Regions from separate parts of the Mus musculus genome. Here all the other regions are linked to region 1. Evidence: chromatin contacts called from public ChIA-PET and HiChIP or PLAC-seq data. All regions are on one chromosome and are shown on one strand. Each heading gives the region's core, a stretch centred on a gene start, on an enhancer-like site or on the middle of the called end of the contact. The rest is flanking DNA. Distances are from core to core; before and after follow the strand shown. Region 1 has its middle 56 kb from the start of Mturn. Region 2 overlaps Nod1 (nucleotide-binding oligomerization domain containing 1). Region 3 holds the start of Plekha8 (pleckstrin homology domain containing, family A (phosphoinositide binding specific) member 8).

Region 1 (4,978 bases), core at 1,774-4,273:
ATCTCCTAGCTGTACTGCTTTGAAAAGACAGCAGGATCTGGCAAGAGTCGGTTCCCGTTGTCTAAGAGAGCCTGCTATGGGTTACCTACATGCACTGCGCACTGTAGGTGTTGTTTGTGTCTTCATAAAACCCAACAGTGGCAGTGAGTGAGCTTTGGAAGGACTTGGGTTTAGGACATCCTTGTCACACAATAGCTACTTTGCGTAAGGGTATGACTGGCACTTTCTACTTTTCTCAGGAATTGGTGATTCCAGGCTGATTGCGACTTACAAGGAATTGCAAGAGCCGTGGAAAGTTTTGAGTCACCTTTGCAACAAAACACCTATGGTCACTTTGATCTGATGGCAGGAACCCAAGTTGACGAATAATTTAAGAGTCATTTACATAGTTTGCATAACCTTTTCTGTTCTAGTAGGAACATGTCTATTCATCCTATAAAAGTATCTAAAAGCACTAACTGATTTTTAGGCCCAGATTTTGATGGTATATGGGCAAAGTCTAATTGCCTCTCTTCCCCAGACAGGTACCCCAGTACTGAAAAAGCTAAAAGGGGGTCATTGAATAGGTCTGAGGATTATTTATGTAAACTTTACGGCTTTGACCAACCTGTTGACTGCCTTGTAAAGTCCCCTCCCAGTAAGACTAGCTCTTACTAGTAAGAACTCATAGACTGTACTTCCCATGACAGATGGCCTTGTATAAGTGTTTGATGAGCTTCTAGAATCTCATTGCTCTGTGTGCCATCCTGCCTGATTGATATAGTCTACCAATTATTTTACTTTGTACTTCTGTGGAGGGATATTTGAGGAATTTGATTATACAGAGAATCTGAAACTGGAGCTGTACGCTTATGTAACCATGTGGGATCTTCTCTGATGGTGGAGTTTGGGGGTTGATACAGCCATCCCATAGTATTAGGACGAGATGGTCTAATAGGAAAGTCTGATGGTTCATCTATCTTCTCCTTGTAATCTAACAGTATTATGCCCTGATTTCTAGAATTGTCTGCATTCTATGAGGAGTCCATCTGCTATCTCCTATAAAGGTTTTGCTAAGACATCATTTTGGACCAAGGTCTAGAAAAATCTTGTCTTACAGTCACAGTCTCAGGGACAAACAGAGGGGAAATAGCTTTTTCTTGGAGTGAGGACAAATTCCAAGTGTTGAACCTTGGGAAAGGATAACTCTACCTCCATCTCTGAGGCCTTAAATGCATAATCAGCAAGAAAAAAAAAGTGACTACAGAGCCCCTTGTAAGTTTGATTTCTATACAAGGAGACCTTGAGGTAAGGATTTGGCTTGGGTAGTGTCCTAGGGACCCAGGTGAGGAGTCAGGGAATAAGGGCTTGCAAGGATGAGAATCACTGATTTGTGGCCAGCGGGGCAACCAGGGACCTTCTGAAACACCGAGGAAAACGAACCTCAAGTTTGCTCCACGAAGGACTGAGGGAGCAGGGGTAGAGATGGAGGGTAGTGGGTGGGGGTGGGGGTGGTGGCACTCTGAGGGCAGCTTCCTTCTTGGAGGTTGGTACTCAGTCTAGTCTTACCATCTTCTTTACTTACTTTCTCAGTAGTTTGCCTTCCTCTTTAGTTCCGCCAGAAGCCCCAAGGGAAGATTTTAATGGCTCAGCTCAAGTCCTATGTCCATTTCTGAATCAATCACCACGTCTGTGTCAGCTCACATGCCCATCCTTAGAGCCAGGATGCCATCAGTAGATGAAATCAACTGTTATAAGGCTGTCCTCATAAAGAGCTGACAAAGAGCAGGAAGCATGCCTCCACTGTGTTTCTCCTCATGGGCCAATGGCACTCTCCTTCAGGACTTATGTCTGACATCACAGCTCCTTTGGAGTGTCTAGAAGCTGCTTCATGAGGCTGAGTAGGTTACTGATGCTCAGTGGTGTCTGAAGAGGAAACTCCACAAGGCAGCTCAAGGCTTTCTGAAGTGAGGGTTCTTGCTTTTCCCCCTCACCGAACACGAGTAGCCTTCACATTCATGCCTGCTTTGGCTCCTGCCGACCCTCCCTCCAGGTCCTGCTTATTTTTTTCCCTGGAACTCTAACTCTCTCTCTCTCTCTCTCTCTCTCTCTCTCTCTCTCTCTCTCTCTCTCTCTCAGATAACTCCCATGTAACCTTCCTTAGGGTCACTTTTTCTTCCTCAAAAGTTAGGATAAATTCTTCCTGCTACAGGCTTCCAGGGAGCTCCATCCTTCCCCTCGTTGAACACATCACCCTAATGTGATTATGTCTCATGATCCATCTTCTCTCCTGCTGTACCATTATTGAAGTGAGAATGGAGAAAGTCCTGTTTTGTGACACCACCCAGTTCTCCAACATCCAAACTATCATGCAATTCACTTTGATTCTAATACTAGCCAGAAAGTGAGAGAGTGTGTAGCTCTGCTGAGTTGAAATTCCACAAGTACCCCCTCTTGAACTGACAATCACAAGCCAGGGCATCCATAGTCTCACTGACAGGGTATAAAATCAGAGGTTCCCATCAGCCACTTCTCCTAGAACACCTCACAGGGCTTAGAGAAACTTAACTTCCGTTGTGTGGTTAGCATAGAAGACACTAAGGAGTGACACAAGGAGTGGATGAGTCACACAAGCACAATTCTACAAGGTCTCATCAGGTATGAAAGCTTTGCCCGTGTGGTTAGGGTGCATTTGCCAGTCACTTCCTTGTTGAGATCTCTATAGCTCTCAGTCTTCAGCTCTGACCTTCTCTATGCTGATGGAAGCTTTGGTGGGTGGCACTGAAACTTCCAAGGTCTCTTTAGTCACTAGACCGAATCTTAAGTCTATCTAGGGATCTCACCCCAAGTCACCTCATTAGTATAAACATGATCGAGATGCAAAGGAATGCATTATGAATAATGAACATAGCTATCATAAAATCCTAAGGAAGTCATGAGGAGCTCAGAACAAACGGGACACACTGGTCACTGTAACAGCTGTTTCCCTGTACCTACTACAATGCTTGGCACACAATAGGCATGCAGTATATGTTTTGCCACATGCATGAATGAGCTAACAAATTCATCATTTCCTTCAAGCCCAGGAAGTGTTCATGTGGGTGTGCCATAGCCCAGGCTAAGCCCTCTGTGTGGGTAACTGCAAAGGCTTTGTGCCAGCCCCCATCAGTTTCTCGGGTGGGTTTATGAATGTCTTTAGTGCCCATGATGGTTTGTTAATGGAACCCAGGAGAAGCAGTAGTCCAGGGGACAAAGGTGACAAAGGCTGCCTTATTCCCAGGCCAGCCTAGCAGCTCTTCTTTCTCCTACTGGGAAAAGAGCCATAGACAGGTTTCTAGGAACTGCACTGGCAACCTGAGGGCCACCTGGAAGGCAGCACTAATCGGGTTGGGCAGCCCTTAATAGGAGGAAGACCCACCCCACCCCCATCCTGCTCCCTGCTTCTTTCATCTTCTTCTAAGAAACTGGTTCCTAAGAGTGGAATAATATAATTCCCATTAATGAGTCCTTATCAGTAGTTCAGTAGTTAGGGAATGGTAGGAGATAGACTGTGGCCATACTAATGATTCTATTAATGAGTCTATTCTGCCTCTTTCCCATCTGTTGCCTACATTCAAAAAAGATATTTCTGTTATTATTAAAGGATACACACACACACATACATACACACACACACACACACACACACATCCTTACCCTCACAAGTGAGCAAACAGGATTTGTTTTATTGACAGTAATGCTCAAATACTTACAATCTTGATATAGTTCTATCTAATATATATACATTTTGAATATATTTTCATCCATTTATAGAAATGAAAATAAATGTTCAAAAATCCCCAAATTATAATCTTTCACATTTTCACATGTATATTTTTCTTCTAAGAATTCAAAACTTACCTTTAAAGGTCAATATATGCTATAATCCATGTTTGTGGAATGTTCGAGTGAAAATTATACAAATGAAATTATTTTAGAAAAAAAAAAACTCTAGCATTTCATGTCCATCTAATTGCTAAGTCAAGAAACGTGGCATCGTTATGTTAAGAGTTGCAGGAAAATGTTTTGAGTTAGCATTGCAGAAGTTTCCCAGTTGTCACTTGCATCTATGTAAATTCCGTGTCAATCTGTGACCACCCCAGACCCAACACCAGGAACTGAAACGCGAAGGAGAAGTGAAGCCTCCTCCTCCTCCTCCACGGGACCGACACTGTTGTTTGAGGATCTGCATCTCTGCTACTTAAGAAAGATATGACAAAGCTTGTCACTTCCTGTTTTCTGAGTTCTTTTGCTGTTCAGATCTTCCTTCCACCCCGAGAACCGTGCCTGCCTAAGTGAGCAGTGGCTGAAGTCCCAAGCCCCCCTGGTGTCTCCAGGCCATCCCTTTTGTCTCTAGGTATTACAGGACTTTCCCTGGGGAGATGTGCAAAAATCTCTTTTCTGCAGATACAGCACCAACGAAGCAAACAAACAATTCTATCCAGGGCCAGCTAGATGAATCAGTGAGTTTACTGAGGTAACCTACAGGGACATGGAGAGCTAAGCAGCTGGACCAAAAACCCTCCCTAAGCATGGGAGCCAGTTCAATAGAGCTACATTATGGGAGTCTCATCTCAGTTAACCTTCTATCTCCTACATAATTTAACAGCCCACCCAACAAGGTCCTTAGCAGCTGGAGCAGGATCATGTGCAGCTGGAGGCTGGAAAGCAAGAATGGCTAAAATCTCAGTGAGGGTCTGATGATGCCCCCTTCTCGGAGGGGATGTTATGGAACCAATCTTATAAGGGTTTCATGTGCATGACAGCAATGGCCATGCCAGTCCAGGAGACAGAGTTCTATCACATTAGGACATACAGCATGTCCATATATAGAAATCTAGAGCTCAAAGACATAAGGGGTGCTGGTCACAATAGTAGCTGCCTAGTATCTTGGGCCAGATCCTGAGAAATGGAAGGACCGTGTTCTTTAACATATTCTGTAAGTGGCAGATAGTGCCGA
Region 2 (4,978 bases), core at 1,858-4,357, 190 kb before region 1:
GTACCGGTGGCTGCATCACTGAAGATGGCGGTAGCCTCCTGTACCTACAGCCTGGTGAAGAAGAGAGTCCATGATACAATGCAGACTCATCATCACCTCGGTCTGAATTTACATTGTGGTTGGCAGATGCATCGCTATAGATTTAGTTCCAAACTGCAGAGCAGGCTCCAGACGGCAGGCCAGGGCTTCAGGCTGCAGACCAGGGGTCCAGACGGCAGGCCAGGGCTTCAGGCTGCAGACCAGGGGTCCAGACTGCAGGCTAGGCGTCCAGGCAGTGTCTGCCTTTTCAGCCTTGCCTGTACGTTGCTTGGTTTGGTTCATGTCTCATCTGCAGCACACATCCCCTATCTGCTATCCTATTTATCAGTGCTGCACCACAGGTACCATGAGTGACAGCAGCAGAACCCTTTTCCCGCCTGCTCTTCTAGACGCTGGGAGGACCTGGCACCATCTTACAAGACTACTTGGTAGCTACTTTAAATTCTGAATTCAAATTCTAAAAACCTTAAATTCTTCCCTGCCTTTGCCTAACTACTTGGAAGGAGTGGCAGACAGCCTGTTCTTGGTGTTTAGATTGATGGTCTCCAATTCTTTTGGCTTGGGGATCCCTGCAATGAAGGACACACACACACACACACACACACACACACACACACACACACACACACAGAGAGAGAGAGAGAGAGAGAGAGAGAGAGAGAGAGAGCAGAGAGAAAGATCTGTTTAAAATTATGCTATGCATGAGCCTGGATATATCACACTCACTGTGTAAAAACAGAGGATTTCCTGGGGTGTTCAGTGTCCTCATGTGTCTGAGCCACTGTCAGTCAAGCGAGGAATAATTCTGGGGATCCTGTTCCCACCTAACCCTGACCCCGTGGATCCCAGGTTGGACCCAACCTTCTGTGTCAACACAGGTGCACTCTTCTTTCAGGCTGATCCAGAATCGCATCACAGCCAAGGGGACAGCGCAGCTGGCGAGGGCACTGCAGAAGAACACAGCCATAACAGAGATTTGGTAAGGCCACACCCTTGTCACAGCAGCCAGCTCCATAGCGTCTGACCAGGTGCCAATAACATCCTTCTGCTATCATGGAAGCCAATTCCTCTGCCTTCTTGCCTGTGAAGACACTGTGGTGACGGGCAGCAGTTACAGGAGGGAGCTCAGTGGCCCTGAGTGCTCTGGAAATGTGCCCTGGAACCTGGGCCTGGAGTGTCCCTTCCAGCGTGATGTGTAGAAGGGACAAAGCCAACTGTGGGTTCTTTGAGGCTTATGGAGTAGCCTCACCAGGAACCGGAGTCCCAGATTCAGGGGGTGGATGCCATTAACCCTTGTCTCCTGTGTCAGTGGAGAAAAGAGTTACAACACCCAAGACCTATTAAGATATAGTCCTCCCCAGTCTTGGCTCCTGAAAGGTGTGGCTTTGCCTTAGAAATGTCACTGGTCACACACTAGTCCAGGTGCTGCAGCCAGCATTGTTTTGAAGTGAAACAGGAAGGACAGAATCCCAGCAGTGGACAAACTGTCTCGCCCACCTTGCCTGAAGTGGGCATGTGTAAAAGTGTTTAGATGCTGGTTCTAGAACATAGTTCTAGATCCTTCCAAGTTGACAACTAATTAACTATTATGTAGAATCTATCCCTCTTACGGTCACAGTAAAACCTTTATGAACAAGACTGTTATAGAGAATAGAGCCCCATTCCAACAAGAGAGAACTGTCTGGTACCCAAAGGCGAAGCTTTCTGTGAGGGGGTCCTGATTGTAAGCTGATTGGGCCTACCTCTTGGTACTAGGCATTCCTGGTGCTGTGTCACTATCTTCCTTCCACTAAGTAACATGGGCTTGAATGCCACCCTTGGGCTGCTACTGAGAATCCAATGGTGAACACATGCGAACTGGCCTCATGGCCTCCCCCTGAGATGAGGGAGGAGCACATTAGGGCAGATAGTCGGCCAGGAGGAAGTGGGTTCAAGGCAGGCCTCCTGTCTTAGTCAGGGTTTTTATTCTTGCACAATACATCATGACCAAGAAGCAAGTTGGGGAGGAAAGGGTTTATTCAGCTTACACTTCCACACTGCTGTTCATCACCAAAGGAAGTCAGGACAGGAACATAGGACAGGAACTTGGAGGTAGGAGCTGATGCAGAGGCTATAAAAGAGTGCTGCTTACTGGCTGGCTTCCCCTGGCTTGCTCAGCTTGCTTTTTTATAGAACCCAGGACCAGCAGTCCAGGGATGGCACCACTCACAATGGGCTGAGCCCTCCCCTCTTGATCACTAATTGAGAAAATGCCTTACAGCTGGATCTCATGGAGGCATTTCCTCAAGGGAGGCTCCTTTCTCTGTGAGAACTCCAGCTGTGTCAAGTTGGCACACAAAACCAGCCAGTATGCCTCCTAAGGAAGAGACTTTAGACTAAGCCACCAAGGAAGATTGGGAGTTGGAAGGCTGGAGTGATCTGCAAGTGCTACCTGTTGGAGAAGGACCCATCCAGAGGCAGAGTTTGTCCAACAAGAACGACAAGCAGCCAGGCATGGTGGCATGTGTATTTAATCCTAGCACTCAGCTCTCTGGGAATTTGAGGCTAGCCTGAACTGGTGGAATCTCTGGGTGTGTCTATGAGGACATTTTGATTGAGTTAGCTGATGTGTAAAGACCCACCCTGAACATGAGTGGTAGCATCCCATGTGCTGGGGCCTCAGACTGAAAAAGAAAGGGGTGGGGGGTGGGGGTGGGGCAGCTCTGAGAGAGCAAGCACCAGTATTCATCTTGTACTGCTTCCTGACTGCAGATGCAATGTGACAAATTGTCCCATGCCCCTGTCGCCACACCTTTCCTGCCACTATACCCTCAAGCTGCGTGTTAAAATAAACCTTTCCTTCCTGAGCTGCCTTTGTCACAGCAACAAGGAAAGCAACGCACCCAGTTTCAAAGATGTCCACAGTTGATGTCCATAGGCTCAGGTGGTGTGGACCAGGAGGCTGAGGAGAGAGGCGGAGCATGAAAGAGCTCAGGGTCAGACCATGTATTTTGATCTTTATACTAAGCTCAGGGGAAGGGTAATGAAGGGTGTGAAGCAGAAAGGGGATGTGGTCAGGCCAGAGCGCATCTAACAGAGCAGTCAGTAACACTCCAGGAAGGATGCTGAGGCTGCAGAGGGTCAGAGTGTCAAGCCAGAGCTGCTTAGGAATCAAAACAGAACTCCAAGACAGCCGGACTAGCAGGATGGAAGCAGGCCTCGGGGACTCCAGCATGCTACCTGACACAGCTGGATGCAGGGAGGGACTATTCCCTGAGTGGGGGCCTGGGCTGCTGTGGCAACTTTGAAGTGTATGGTGACATCCAGAGAAAGGCCCCAATAGTGAGCTTGCCTAGCTGATGTGTCTGTGGCAAGATAAGAGGCCAGAAGCAAAGAGCCCAGGCAGATTCCAGCCTCCGGCCAGTACTGAGAATGAGGACATGAGAAAGCAGGCTAAGAACAAGTGCCCAGAGCTGGAGAGATGGCTCAGCGGGTAAGAGCACTGACTGCTTTTCCAGAGGTCCTGAGTTCAATTCCCAGTAACCACATGGTGGCTCACAACCATCTGTAATGGGCATTTGATGCCTTCTTCTGGTGTGTCTGAAGACAGCGACAGTGTACCTATATACATGAAATAAAGCAATAAATATTAAAAAAAAAAAAAAGAATAAGTGCCCAGAGACGGGAGAAAATCTAGAGCCTGTGATGTCCACCTGAGAGATGTCACGGTGCTTCAGGGAGAGAGATCAAAACAGCCTAATGCCTATGAAGGCTCCAAAGAAAGATGAGACCTGAAAATGTCATTAAACTTCAGCTTATAGAAGCTGCTTATAGAAGAGTCCAGTGAGACCCAGTAAATAAAGCAAGGACAGCTGGTATTAATATCAAAGCATACTTTGGATAGTGTGTGCTCCTTTATTTCAGGTTTGTATGACACACACAGTGCGTGAGGTCACTTATTGGAAATGGATGGATAATATTCCATAGCATTTTATATAAAATTTGCTTTTTCTCCTTCTCACCAGTCTCAATGGAAACTTGATTAAGCCCGAGGAGGCCAAAGTCTTCGAGAATGAGAAGAGAATCATCTGCTTCTGACGGACGCTCCTGGGCAGGATCTTTGTCCTAGGTTGCTCCTCAGTCACAGACAGCACTGTGCAGTCAGCAGGGTAGCAGGATGCTGTGCAGCGCCTGCAGCAAGGTGCCTGTCAGGAGCCCACACCTCCACAGTGCACACCGATGTCCCCTGCTCATGCTTGGACTGGTAGCACCCGCGCCGCGGCTGAGACCCTGCAGACGCAGGGAGTCTTAGGAACCATCGTCACCACTCAAAGCCAGCAGGGCATCTTCTGTACAAAGATCTCCCTGCATATCCACTAGACGGAAGCTGAAGGAACGCAACAGCAGAGGAGGCCAACAGACGCCTGGCTGAAGGCTCCGTGGGACCAACGGTGTCACCTTCAGAAAAGAGCTGGGAACTTGAGCAGAGCCGATGGTAACTTCTTGGGGAAAGAAGGCACCCAGTGACTGCATGGTTATTCTGAGTCCTCCTTCCTCTGCTTAGTCCCTCTCACTGTACAGGTCTGTTTCTTCCTCGCAGCTGTGGCTGCTGAAGTAGGTCCACTGTGGGGAGAGCTCATCACAGACTTTGGTTCGGTTCTGGATTCTCAGTGGTGGCAACCGAGAGTCAGACGATACCCTCTAGGTCAGTCTCAGAGGATCTCTATGCTGTGAGAGGGTTGAGGGCCCACCCAGAATTTTTTTTTTTTACCAGTTTTTACTGTGCCTGCCCCAGGAGGGAGAATTACTTCCCAGCCTCCACAGCAGCAGGCATGGCTTGCCTCAATGGTCCTGAGATCCCAACAAAACTCTCTCCCTTGCCTGTGAGCAGAAAGTATCTTCATGTCCTCAGAAGTTGGAGGGTGACTGGACACAGTTAAGACTCAGAGAGCCAGCTGAT
Region 3 (4,978 bases), core at 856-3,355, 140 kb after region 1:
TGGGAAGAGGGATGAACATGAGCAAAAGGAGCTGTGCGACATTCTCAGAGAACTCGGAAAATATTATTCTAAAGGCAAAGGCTTTCCATCTAAGTTCATCATTCACTCTCCGACAGCAAAGGAGAGCAGAGGGAACCCATGTGATCTTCCTAAGCTAGTGCCATTCTCTTCCAAAGTAAGGCCGTGTTGAATGAAAGCCAATGTGCCAACCGACCCTCAATTTTAAGCAGAGTAGTCTATCCAGAAAAGTAGTCAGCGGTGTGACAGCCTTCAGCCTTCATGGAACAGTGAGTGACACACAAGCCAAAGGAAAAGCAGCGAAGGCTCCAATGCCTTTAGGGCTTTGCCCAGAAGCCACTCAACAGTACTGTCCGTTCTTACTTAGGGAAGAAAAGAGTTGACTCTTACCATCAAACAGATGGCAGGGGCATCACAGAAGATAGATCCACAGAGACAGCTAGAAAAATGTTGGTGCAATGAAGGATACAGAAGACTGTGGGGAGAGGGCATTTTACTACCAAAAGTTTCCACACAGAAAGGGGAGGGAAAGGAAGACGGAAATGATTAAGGTGGGGCAGGAGAAGAAAGTGATTTGTGTGTGTCCGGGCTAGGGTTCAGAGGAGGACAGTAAAGGGTGAAGTTGACTCAAGGGTTTACAATTAAGATACACACCTACTTCTCAGCATTTAGGACAGCATTGGGAGAATGGCACCGTCAAGCCTTCTCTTAAACAACATGCTAATCGGCTTCCAGTATTCAAGGACCTGCAGGCCAGCTTTGAGTTCTTCCTGTATAACCTAATCTCTCTGCTGACATCAGTGGAGATCCTTGAAGTGAAGGCCAGGTCTTAAGGAAAACCTTCTCATCAGACCCTCGGGTAGAGATTTTAAAAAAAATGAATTAACTGTGCTAACTACTATACTACTTGGAGATTCCAGGTACATGCTGACAGGTGTACTTCTGCCTGTACTGGGCTGTGACTTCCTCAAAGTTACTCTGCCAGATCTTCACAAGCCATACACACCTGTCCTTACTACAGAACTGCCCCACCAAAGGATGGGGAAACCCTAGCTCTAGTTGGTAAGATTTCTAGTTTCTGCATCCCCACTGACACGTTAAATGTTAACCCATTTTCCCTAACAAAAAAGTTTAACTTTAAAACGCACCCAGCACTGTTCATATAGCATAGTACTTATAAAATACTGGCTGCTTGGATGAAAATAATGTTCGTTGAGAATCATCTTCAAAGCTGAGGAATAGTTCTAACTTCTGGATAGTTGGAAAGTGCTTCCAAGAGCTAGAAAGGGGGCAGGGTGCTATTTTAAGCCATTGTGCTGGGCAAGACAAGGACACCGTTGTTAATATCTGCATTCATTTTTATGACAGAGTTCTGAAACAAAAGAAATGTTCGGAGAGAAAAGGCCGATCGCCAGCGTACACTTCAGGGCTTAGGGCTGCGGTGCTAGAGTTCCACTACCTCGGTCGGCAGGGGGATGACCCTGAAGGTGCCTAGGGAGATCGACTGCGTGGAGACTCTGGAATCCAGGGGTTGGTGGCACTCGGCACCCTGCAGCTGGGCTGCGCGGCCCAAGCGAGGCCGCCCCCCACCCAATTCGCGAGATTGAGGTGGACCCCGCAGCGGACCCAGGCTGCCGGCTTCACCCGGTACCCAACTCTCCATCCGGGCCGCGAGCCGGCGGAGGGTGCCGCCTGGCGCACCGCACCCACGGAAGCCGGCACTCACCGCTCAGGTAGTTGGTCCACTTGTACAGCACGCCCTCCATGGCACCCGCGGGCCCCTCGTCGCCCCGGCCCGCCGCGGGGACGCCGGGCCGGCCTCACATCCTGGGCCCGGGGGCGGGGTCACCGCGACAGCCTGGGAGCACCAGCTCCGGGTCCCGGGGGCTGCGCCTGCGCCTGGCGCAGTCGGTGTGGACGCCGCAGAGCGGCCGCCAGAGAGAGGCGAGGGAGGCGCGGGAGGCGCGGCCCCTGTGGCGGCGGTCGCGGGCGCCTTCCTGCGGCCACTGAGCCCACAGCGCCCGCCCCGGCGCGCTCGCGCATGCTCACTGCGCTGTGCGCACGCTACCAAATCCACGCCAGGGTTTGGCCACTGCGCGGAGGGGCTGACCGGTGGGCGGGGCTCCGATGCGCACGCGGGTGGCAGGTCACCCATGGGGGTCTAGGCTCCAGGGATCCAGCTTTTAATGACAAGTTTGTCAGTGGAGGAGGATGCGGGCTGAGACCCGGAATCCTCGGATGAGGCTAGTCTGTAGTTTCCGGATGCACTTCTGTGTAAGGCGCTGTTCAAACTGCCGGCCTCTTGACTGGAAGCTTGGTCTCTGGACCGCAGACATTGACTTCACCTGGGCTTCTGTTAAAAAAAAAAAAAAAATCTCTCGGGGGTTCCAGACCTTTTGGATTAAAAATCGGCACTTTTACAAGCTCTCCAAGGGGAATTTCTAAGTACATGAAAGTATGAAAATGCACTGTTGTCAGGATTTTTATCCAAGAAAAGTGTCTATCACAGGTTAGATGGAAGGTGAATGTTGAGAAGAAGCACAACACAACCAAATGTTAGTGTTATAGAAATATGCTCTCAAGGGCTAAAGTGCAGGCATTTTTTCCCTTAGTGTAAGGTTGACAGGTTTAATAAATAATATATCACTTAGTTGGTTATTTGCCTGACTGCACACCTCAATGCCCTGTTTTTGTTGTTGTTTTGTTTGTGTTTTGTTGTTGTTTTAATCTCTTTTGGTGATTTCTAGTTTCTTCTCAGATTGCAGCAATGGACTACATCTGAAATGAGGGCAGCCGTTTAGAACTTTAAGCTGTATAATTGTTAAAACAAGTGCTCTCTCTCTCTCTCTCTCTCTCTCTCTCTCTCTCTCCGTCCTTAAGTATTATCTACTCACCACCAAGGTCACATAAGTGACGAATTATTAGCAGTCACTCATTGACAGCGATGTTTGTAGAATGAAATCAAGCCAAGTCTTAAGGTGGAGTGCCAATTCTTTTCGGCCAAGTGAACTTAAGCAGGGCACTAACTTCTAACCTAATTTTTTTTTTAAACTAGCTTCTCTCCGGGCTAGTTTTTTGCAACTTGATGCAGGCTAGAGTAATTTGGAACGAGGATCTCCGAACCATAAGATTTACCTGTAGGCAAGTCTCTACTGCTTTTTCTTAAATACTGATTGATGTGGAAGGGTCCAGTTCACTGAGAGTGGTGCCACCCTTGGTCAGGTGATCCTAGGTGCTATTAAAAAAAAAAAAAAAAAGCAGGCTGAGCAAGCCAGTAAGCAGCACTCCTCTATGGCCTCTCTACATCAGCTCTTGCTTCCTGATTACTGTTTTGAGTTCCTACCCTGCCTTCCCTGGATAATGGACTATGATATAGAAGTGTAATAGGTAAAAATCCTTTCCTCCCCAACTTGCTATTAGTCATGATGCTTTAACCCAAGAATGGAAACCCTAAGACACTGTCTAAATGGGGGGGGGGGGGGGAGTGGGTGGGTGGGAATAGCCACGTTAAGTTAGTGAGGATCTTGCACCAGAGTGTGCTTTGCGAACCTTAAAGCATCCTAGTAGGTCCTTAGAGTTTCTGTTCTAAATTAGTAACCATAGTTCTGAGCCTTTATTTGTGGCATCTTGAAGAAGGCTGCTTCTCAGTGTCTGGTCTTTCCAAAAACCCGAGTGTCACCTGGCTCCAGACTCCGCAGCTGGAATACTTCACTGAAACAACCCTTCCCCCATCTCCCACCCCCGAGGATGTTAGCCTGGATCCAGCTGCCTTCCCGAGGTGGGAGAATTTCCTAATCAGCGGGCTCTAGGACTGTTCCGAAGGGGCACATCCGAGCCCAGGGCCCAACAGCACACAGAACCACTACATTTTTTTCGGCGCCATTGGCTGGGAGGCGCCTGAGGGACAGCAGCGCCAGCCAGTGGAAGGACGCCTTTCCCTAGAAGCTGCCTTATTAGAACCAATCATGTTTGGATGGGGCTTTAACTCTTTATTGTGAGTTCGCTGTCTGTGTGAAAATTGTTAGAAAAAGTGCCACGTCTTCCTGGGAGTGTGTCTGTTGGGGGAGTCCTGAACTTGCTTGGCCTAAGCTGTCTCCGCTTTTGGCACATTTTTAACTCTATGAAGTCGGGGGCCTTTCCTCTGCTTTGGTAACATGAGGTTTTTCTTGTGGAACGCTATCTTGGCACTGTGGGTCACGGTTCTGAGCGGAGCTCTGATTCCTGAGCCAGAAGTGAAAATCGAAGTTCTCCAGAAGCCATTCATCTGCCATCGCAAGACCAAGGGAGGGGATCTGATGTTGGTCCACTACGAAGGCTATTTAGAAAAGGACGGCTCCCTGTTTCATTCCACGTAAGTAATTACGCCTTGCAGGCAGAGTGATAAAGGGCCCACCCATTCACACTAGCCTGTGAAGCTAACAGTTCCTTTACCTCTACAAACTGAAACAAAAAACTGAAATACCTGTTTCCCTTTGGAGAAAGAAAATTGTCAAACCCGTTCTATAGGTCAAGACCATGAAAGAAATTCCTGGATACATGGAGTCTTGACAAATTAATTTCATTATCATTTTATTCTATATAAAATTATATCTAGAGTATTTGAGGTTTTACAGAAATACTTAGGTTATAATTAAGCAGCCAATAGAAAAGGCTTAACAGATTTTTCTGTCTTGAACTCCATTCCATAGGTAAAATATCCGATTCCCCTTTTAATTGTGCAAAAAAAAAATGTTAAGATGTGTCATTTTTCTTCAACAGCAAAATGCACAATCATCTATTTGCCTGCTTCTAAAAGATACACAAATAACTGTTTCAAGCGACCTGTTTAACTTCTTGGCAGGTGGCATTTTGGCCAAAGCACAGGATGACAGAAAGTCATTCCTTCTAGAAAGTCAGGCTTCATCCATGGCAAAGGTGTGGTTATAGAAGTAAAAAGTAGAAGGATTTCCAGATGTTTTAC

The links. ChIA-PET counts read pairs in DNA pulled down with a chosen protein or histone mark. HiChIP or PLAC-seq counts read pairs in DNA pulled down with a chosen protein or histone mark.
Region 2: an RNA polymerase II ChIA-PET map of effector CD8 T cells shows a contact between it and region 1, with 224 read pairs. The contact joins two enhancer-like sites. A contact is called at or near these places in 1 of 484 Hi-C or Micro-C datasets (group 2 innate lymphoid cells), 4 of 115 datasets of contacts at active chromatin or transcription factors (CD8 T cells, double positive thymocytes, effector CD8 T cells and 1 more) and 3 of 9 other capture datasets (embryonic stem cells, liver and pancreatic islet).
Region 3: an H3K4me3 HiChIP or PLAC-seq map of bone marrow-derived macrophages shows a contact between it and region 1, with 2.9 times the contacts expected there. The contact joins the promoter of Plekha8 here to the enhancer-like site in region 1. A contact is called at or near these places in 1 of 39 promoter capture datasets (the C10 cell line), 3 of 115 datasets of contacts at active chromatin or transcription factors (bone marrow-derived macrophages, memory CD8 T cells and pancreatic cancer cells) and 4 of 9 other capture datasets (adipose tissue, liver, macrophages and 1 more).

What each region holds. Positions count from the first base shown.
Region 1 is chr6:54,735,521-54,740,498 of GRCm38.p6, reverse strand. No RefSeq gene overlaps it. Among named protein-coding and RNA genes, the nearest start is that of Mturn, 56 kb to the right of the region's middle. Within about 2 kb of position 3,023, at least 94 of the 459 cell types and tissues checked have an H3K27ac peak or open chromatin away from gene starts, as enhancers often do. A contact at or near this core is called in CD8 T cells, adipose tissue, bone marrow-derived macrophages and 2 more, where this site is marked.
Region 2 is chr6:54,924,075-54,929,052 of GRCm38.p6, reverse strand. Nod1 (nucleotide-binding oligomerization domain containing 1) reads left to right here. Exons shown (of 12, transcript NM_172729.3): 11 at 935-1,018; 12 at 4,044-4,978. The coding sequence ends at 4,116. Among named protein-coding and RNA genes, the nearest start is that of Nod1, 46 kb to the left of the region's middle. Within about 2 kb of position 3,107, at least 46 of the 459 cell types and tissues checked have an H3K27ac peak or open chromatin away from gene starts, as enhancers often do. A contact at or near this core is called in CD8 T cells and effector CD8 T cells, where this site is marked.
Region 3 is chr6:54,592,238-54,597,215 of GRCm38.p6, reverse strand. It overlaps Plekha8 (pleckstrin homology domain containing, family A (phosphoinositide binding specific) member 8), which reads right to left and starts at 2,105. Exons shown (of 14, transcript NM_001164361.1): 1 at 1,745-2,105. The coding sequence starts at 1,784. It overlaps Fkbp14 (FK506 binding protein 14), which reads left to right and starts at 4,042. Exons shown (of 4, transcript NM_153573.2): 1 at 4,042-4,369. The coding sequence starts at 4,173.